2 separate regions of the Sus scrofa genome follow, and region 2 is linked to region 1. Evidence: chromatin contacts called from public Hi-C data. All regions are on one chromosome and are shown on one strand. The core of a region is the stretch at or near the end of the contact, and the rest is flanking DNA. Distances in the headings are between cores, read along the strand shown. Region 1 holds the start of IDO2 (indoleamine 2,3-dioxygenase 2). Region 2 holds the start of C17H8orf4 (protein C8orf4 homolog).

Region 1 (3,691 bases), core at 443-2,942:
CCACTTGCAACAGCATGGATGGACCTAGAGATTGTCACATTAAGTGAAGTAAGTCAGACAGCAAAAGACAAATATCATAGACTATCACTTACATGTGGAATCTAATAAAAATGATACAAAATAACTTAACTAAAAAAAAAAAAACAGAAACAAGCTTACAGATTTCCAATCTTACAGTTACCATAGGCCAAAACATTGGGGGCAGAGAGAAAGAATTGGGAGGGTAGGAATTACACATACACACTACTGTATAAAGTAGATGATTAATGAGAACCCACTGTATAGCACAGGGAAATCTACTCAATAGTTTGTCATAACCTATATGGGAAAAAAGAATGGATGTATTTATATGTATGACGATACACTTTGTTGTGAACCCAAAATTAATTCAACATTATAAGTCAACTATACTCCAATAAAATTAAATTTAAAAAATACTCCCCTCAAAAAAAAAAAAAAAACTCTTAAGAAAACTATTTTAAAAAATGGAACCTAAACATGTACCTTGAAGAAACTGGCAATTAAATAATTTTACAGAATTATCTTTAATTATGCAAAAGGTACTCATCATGCTATGAAAAAATCATGAAAGTAACCTAAATGTTCAACAATACAAGATGAATTAAATACAGTTTTATGTGTTAAAAAAAAGAAAATGACATAGGATTTCCCTGGTGGCCTAGCAGTTAAGAATGCCGTCACTGCTGGGGCTTGGGTTTGATTCTTGGCCTGGGAAATTTGGCATGCCGTGGGGGTAGCCAAAAAAATTAAATAAATTTAAAAAATTGTTAAAAACCTGTCATTAGGAGTTCCCATTATGGCTCAGTGGAAATGAATCTGACTAGCATCCATGAGGACACCGGTTCGATCCCTGGCCTCACTCAGGGGATTAAAGATCTGGCGTTGCCATGAGCTGTGGTGTAGGTTGCAGACGCATCTTGGATCCTGAGTTGCTGTGGCTGTGGTGTAGGCCTGCCACAGCTCCAAATCAACCCCTTGCCTGGAACCTCCATATGCTTTAAGGCCCTAAAAAGACAAAAAACAGAAACAAAAAGCAAAAAGTCACCTGACATTAAAACAAACTCTCCTCTGCTGTTGTTGCTGCCACTTCTGTAGGCAATCACACTTTGCCTTATTTGTATTATCTGTCCCACATGAATGACTTGGTATTTAAATTACCTCTCTCTCTTTTTCTTTGTTTTCTTTCTTTCTTTCTATGGTATTTTTTTGTGTGTGCTGCACCCACAGCATGTGGAAATTCCTCGGCTAGGAATCGAACTCACAATACAGCAACAACCTGAGCTGCTACAGTGACAAGGCCAGATCCTTAACCCACTGAGCCATCAGGGAGCTCCATATATTACACCTTTTTAATGACCACACCCACTAAACAAATTAACACACAAATCAGCATCTTAAGAAACGTGCTCCAAGCCTCTATTCTTACCAGAGGATTTGGAAGAAGAAAGCCATACTCTTCAGAAATGTGAAATCTTTCTAAAGTCAATGGAGGTGTTGTCTTCAAATTCTGACTCTGTGGCTCCATAATTTTGTCTGAAGTATCCACACCGGGGCTGCTGCTAAGGAGACAACTGCTCCAAATGTATCAAAAGGCCAGGTTAAAGGAGTTTTCAAATGGTACCTTTTCCTCGCAGTTTTCTAGGGAACAGGGGAGAACCTTGGTCTGAGGTTAAATTCCACACTGTCCTGGACTTTCTCACGACACAAAGCTGAGTAAGCAAGGACTGCTGGTTAAAACAAACAGGCAGACAACTACCTCAAGTCAAAAAAAAAAAAAAAAAAAAAGAAAAAGAAAAAGAAAAAGAAAAAATCCCCTTTTTCTTTTCATACATGGGAATACAAAAAGATTGATTCTTTAAAGAAAAGATACAGGTGTTCTCGCTGTGGCTCAGTGGGTTAAGAACCCGACATAATCTCCATGAGAATTCGGTTCTGTCCCTGGCCTCGATCAGTGGGTTGAGGATCCGGCATTGCTCCAAGCAATGGTGTAGGTTGCAGATGAGGCTCGGATCCAGTGTTGCTGTGGTGTAGTCCTGCAAACGCAGCTCTTATTGGACCCCTGGCCCAGGAACTTCTATATACTATGGTGTGGCCCTTTAAAAAAAAAAAAAAAAAGATGCAAATGGGCACTTCTTATTTAAAAAGCAGAGACAGACTCACAGACTTGAAAAAGAAACTTATGGTTACCAAAACTGAAACATAGGATGGCGGAGTAAATTAGGAGTCTAGGATTAATCTATACACATTACTGTATATAAAGGAGATAACCCACAAGGACCTGCTATACAGCACAGGGAACTCTGCTCAGTACTCTGTCATAACCCAGATGTGAACAGAATCTAAAAAAGCATGCATATATATGTATGTATAGATGAATCCACTTTGCTGTACACCTGAAACTAATACACCACTGTAAGTCAACTATACTCCAATATAATACAAATAAAGCAGGTTGATTTTAAAACCAAAGATGTATCTGTTCTCCCTTGGGAAAGGGGAAATGAACAGGGTTTTTGGTGGCAGATGATCCCAGTCCCCTGACAGGAACTTAGTCCATAATGAACTTTGACAGCTGGATCTTTGTGTCAAAGGGGTAAACTATTAAAACTGAAAGTTAGTTACATTTAGACAAATATTTCAGTGATTGGACATGAGCGGACTGGGGAGACCCTAAATACATATCAGAACCTCAGAGGTGTTTTGTACAGCATATTCTAAGATTAGGATTATTTTGATTTTACCTTAAGTAATACCATTACTTATTTTTGAAAGCTTCAATGACAGTTAAAGGAGGATATATAATTCTGTTAAGTTTAACAAATGAGGTAACAGGTAATAACCAACTTAAGAAAAGCCAACAGAATATTTGATTTAATCCTGCACATTTTTTTTTTTCTTTTTATGGCTGCACCTGCAGCATATGGAAGTTCCCAAGCTAGGGGTCCAATCGGAGCTTCAGCTGCCGGCCTACTCCACAGCCACAGCCACAGCAACAAAGGATCTGAGTCTCCTTTGCAACCTATGCCACAGCTTGTGGCAATGCTAGATTCTTAACCCACTTAGTGAGGCTAGGGACTGAACCCACATCCTCAAAGAGACAACATTGGGTCCTTAACCCATTGAGTCACAATGGGAACACCTAACCCTGTACTTTCATTAAACATCTTTGAGAACGGAGCCCTAAGATGGGAGATTTTATATATGAACCAGATTCTACCAGATCCATTTTACAGATCAGTAAACTGAGGCACACCCATGTGAATAACTCCATGGACTGGAGCTCCACTAATTACTGGCTGAGTGAGTACTACAGTTGTGGTATCTTGATTTCCAAGCCATTCCCCTATTCACCAGTTTAGGCTGCCAGGCTGTCTGTCAAAGATGCCATCATGGTTTGAATTCACTTCAATATGGAGCCCATTGATAAGTTCCAGACCATAGATATGCACTGTGACAATTCTGAAGACTCTGCATTTTGTCCACTTGGACCCTGAGCTTAGGTCTTAAGGTTGTAAACAAGTTTATTTGGAAGCTAATTTGTCTACCCATGTCTTCTTCTCCCTTCCTTTCTCTGAGATAAGTATAAAAGCTAGGAGCAGAAGTGTTCTGATAATTCATGTAACAGTTTCCACAACCACGACCAAAGGTTCTACTTGGAAGATGGCATCTC
Region 2 (3,445 bases), core at 826-3,325, 160 kb before region 1:
GCAGCAGGCATTGATGTATGCCCTCTTAGAAATATTTTATTATAAATTTATGAGGAAATGGGCAAAGAGACCATAATGTTATTCCCATATTGGTTTGTATTAAATAAACATTGATAATCCACAAAATCTTCATCATAATTCAGACTCTAACCCCCAAGTATATTGTTTTGGGAGAAATAAATGTACACAGCTACTATAGCCAGAGAGGAAAATTTTCAAAAATATGGAGAGAAAAGCCTTTTAAAACTCACCCTCCGTGGACACATAAACAACTATACTGATGTCAACCCATGAATTTCTATGTTGGTATCTTATATTTTAAAGTTAGGGCAGAGAAACTCTCTATATACTTTATGTAAGAATTTGCTTTGAATAAGTATGACAATTGATCTAAAGTTACTTCAAAAGTACCTTATATTCCTAGAGTAAAATCCTTAGAAAAGTTTATAAGAATAAAAATTACCACCTTATTTTTCCTTTGAGATCAATCATCACACACCAAGAACAGCTACGTTTATAATAATTTATTAAGGTTGCATATCATTTGTCATGTATAATAAATTATAGAAACCGTAGCATATTTATAAACTATTAAGTGTATCATATTCACTTCCTAATGCTTACTGCAGTAGCTAAGAGAAATTTAGGTTATATTTTAGCATTAGTTAGAAGATTTAAAAAAAAACTGTAAAGTTCATTCACAGTATTTTGGATTTATGAAGGACCCCATCATTTAACTTGTGCAACCGATGTGAAATGCATAAAAAACCCTTAATAACCAGAAGGTGGCGTACGGTTTCACGGAGCTGCTGAAAACACCACAGTTCCTTAAATTTGTACCTCCACCCCTGCGGTGCACTTTTAAGGCATTGTAATAAATGCAAATAAATGATCAATCACTGATCTCTTAAAAAAACGACCCATAGACAACACTGAAGCTTGGCAATATTTTGAACATTCAAATAAAAAAGTCGGTAAGCCATTGCCATGTGAAAGTCTCTCTCCTGTGCGTTCTCTCCCATCTCCCTCCCACCACCCAGTTTGCTTAAAGGAAAAAAAAAAAAAAAAAAAAAAAGTTCCGGTTGAGTTTAAGTCCTAGGGTCTGACTCTAAGACCCTGGCTGCAATTCTTCTCCAGCCTTCTGTTATATTGAATTCTCATTACAATTACATCTGTCCAGACTTTTCTCCCAACGTGAGCATCAGTCCTTTCCCCGGGGGAGAATTTTCCAGTGCCGGCTGCAAGCATTTCTGTCTCCGCTGTCACAGCGGCTATCACAGCACAGACGTGAAGTTGATCGGAGTCTTTGTAACCAGTTCATCTGCTCCTTTCCTGCCTCAGAGTCCTCAGGTCCTGGTGCAAGAGAAACTTGCAAGGCAGCAACCGCGAGATGCTGTGTGTGTATTAGGGTCTCGCGGACTCAGGTGCTCTTTAAACGTCCGTTCTTGGATAAGGTCCTTATCCATCTCCTGGTCCTCAGTGAACTTTGATGGAATATTTCTCCAGTTTCAGAAACTGGAAGAGCTTGTCTTTCGTCCTCTTCTTCAGGGCCATCAGGGCTCGCGTTTTCTCCTCCAGATCCTGATCGATGGCGAAAATGATCTTCGCTCTCTCCTCTGCTTTCTTGTCCCCCGAGTTTTTGAAGAGCCTCTGGAGCGCTTCTTGGTCTATGTTTTCAAAGATGTTGCCCACGGCTTTCTTGCGGGAGGCCGTGTCGAAGTGGTAGCCGCGGATGGACGGGCTCACGCGCAGCGAGGTGGACATGCTGACGGCTGGGTGGCTTGGCTTTGCTTTCATCGATGATGTGGGAATCTTCGGGAATTCTGCTCCAAGGCTCTCCAGAGAGTCTGTAGCGAAATCGGTCCCGGGTCGGCTATTTAAAGGGTGAACAAAGCTCAGGGCTCAGATTACAGTGGTGACATCAGAGTGATCTGGAGGCTGAGTGATCAGAGACCGGTTTAACAGTTGAGTTGCCAAAATCTCCATCCCCTGCAAAGGGTTCCTAACAGCTGTGCTCAGGGATGGGGTTGAACGGGGGTGGGAGTAGGGGTGGGGGGGATTTCTTTCTCCCTAGTCGGTGGCAAGAGCATTAAACAGACTTGGGCCCTTCTATAGGGGAAAAAAAAAAAAAAAAAAAAAAAAAGCTGAAACCAGGACAACCACCGCCAAGATAAGAGACAAACAGTGTGGCTAACACCCTCAAAATCTTTCCAAACAGGACCCAAACAAAAAGTTCTGCTAGCAGCCTTAATTTCTAGAGAAGTTGCTAGAGGACAGTTCAAACATTTGGCAGCCCACACCGTCCCCTTTAGACATTGCTCCACAGGGCGATTCCCGGGCTATGAAGAGAAGCTTAACAATCCAGGACACCGATTCCAAATGGGAGTCTGTTCAAAACACAGACAGGACACAGCCTGAGTCCATGACAGTTCAGAGCCAGCTGCAGACAAGAGCTAATCTGTAATAACTGAATTAAATTGGAATTTCATAAAAGTAATAGTCATGACAGCCAACATCTCCTTAGGTTTAAGTACACATCAACAACAGTATCAAAAAAAAAAAAAATTAGGGAGGACAACTTCAAAGGCGCTTTATGTACCTAGCACCCAAAGGAATGAGTTGACATATTCCTTTAATGTTTATTTTGGCAGCACCCAGACATAGTCAGAGCAATACCTTCTTTGGAAGAATTTAAATGGGTTCTTCCCAACAGGAAACTCAACTCAATATTCTGTGATAACCTATATGGGGAAAGAATCTGAAAAAGAGTGGATGTGTGTATATGTATGACAGAAGCCCTTTGCTGCACAGCAGAAATTAATACAGCCTTGTAAAGCAACTACACTCCAACAAAATGTTGGATAAAAAATAAAAATAAAAATAAATAAATCACTTCTTTCCACATTCACGATATTCAGCCAGTCACTGTCCTCACTCATGAATGGAACATTACATGTTAAGTGTCAGTATCCCAGTACCCAGTGATTTCTCTTTGGGGACCTGCTGCTGGGTCCTAGGATGCTCAGAGACAGGGCCGGCCTTTGTTTTCCTCTCATCTAGTTATCTAGAAAAATCTGAAAAAATGTGGTGAAAGTACCTCACTTGAAAACCAAGTTTGAGACTCTTCTCATACCTTCATTCGTTCACTCATGTATTCATTGGACTCATTTTTCCATCAGTATTTAGTAAAGGGCAATTTTTATTTTTTGTCTTTTTGCCATCTCTTGGGCCACTCCTGTGGCATATGGAGGTTCCCAGGCTAGGGGTCTAATCAGAGCTGTAGCCACCGGCCTACGCCAGAGCCACAGCAACGCGGGATCCAAGCTGAATCTGTGACCTACACCACAGCTCTTGGCAATGCCGGATCCTTAACCCACTGAGCAAGGGCAGGGATCGAACCTGCAACCTCATGGTTCCTAGTCGGATTTGTTAACCACTGAGCCAC

What was found. Hi-C and Micro-C count contacts between places; a contact is called where the count stands out from the background.
Region 2: a contact with region 1 is called in a Hi-C map of liver, with 7 times the contacts expected there. The contact joins the promoter of C17H8orf4 here to the promoter of IDO2 in region 1. A contact is called at or near these places in 1 of 47 Hi-C or Micro-C datasets (liver) and 1 of 2 datasets of contacts at active chromatin or transcription factors (alveolar macrophages).

What each region holds. Positions count from the first base shown.
Region 1 is chr17:9,275,040-9,278,730 of Sscrofa11.1, reverse strand. IDO2 (indoleamine 2,3-dioxygenase 2) reads right to left here and starts at 1,692. Exons shown (of 12, transcript XM_021077736.1): 1 at 1,448-1,692.
Region 2 is chr17:9,440,118-9,443,562 of Sscrofa11.1, reverse strand. C17H8orf4 (protein C8orf4 homolog) reads right to left here and starts at 2,075. Exons shown (of 1, transcript XM_003360552.4): 1 at 510-2,075. The coding sequence starts at 1,797. The coding sequence ends at 1,477.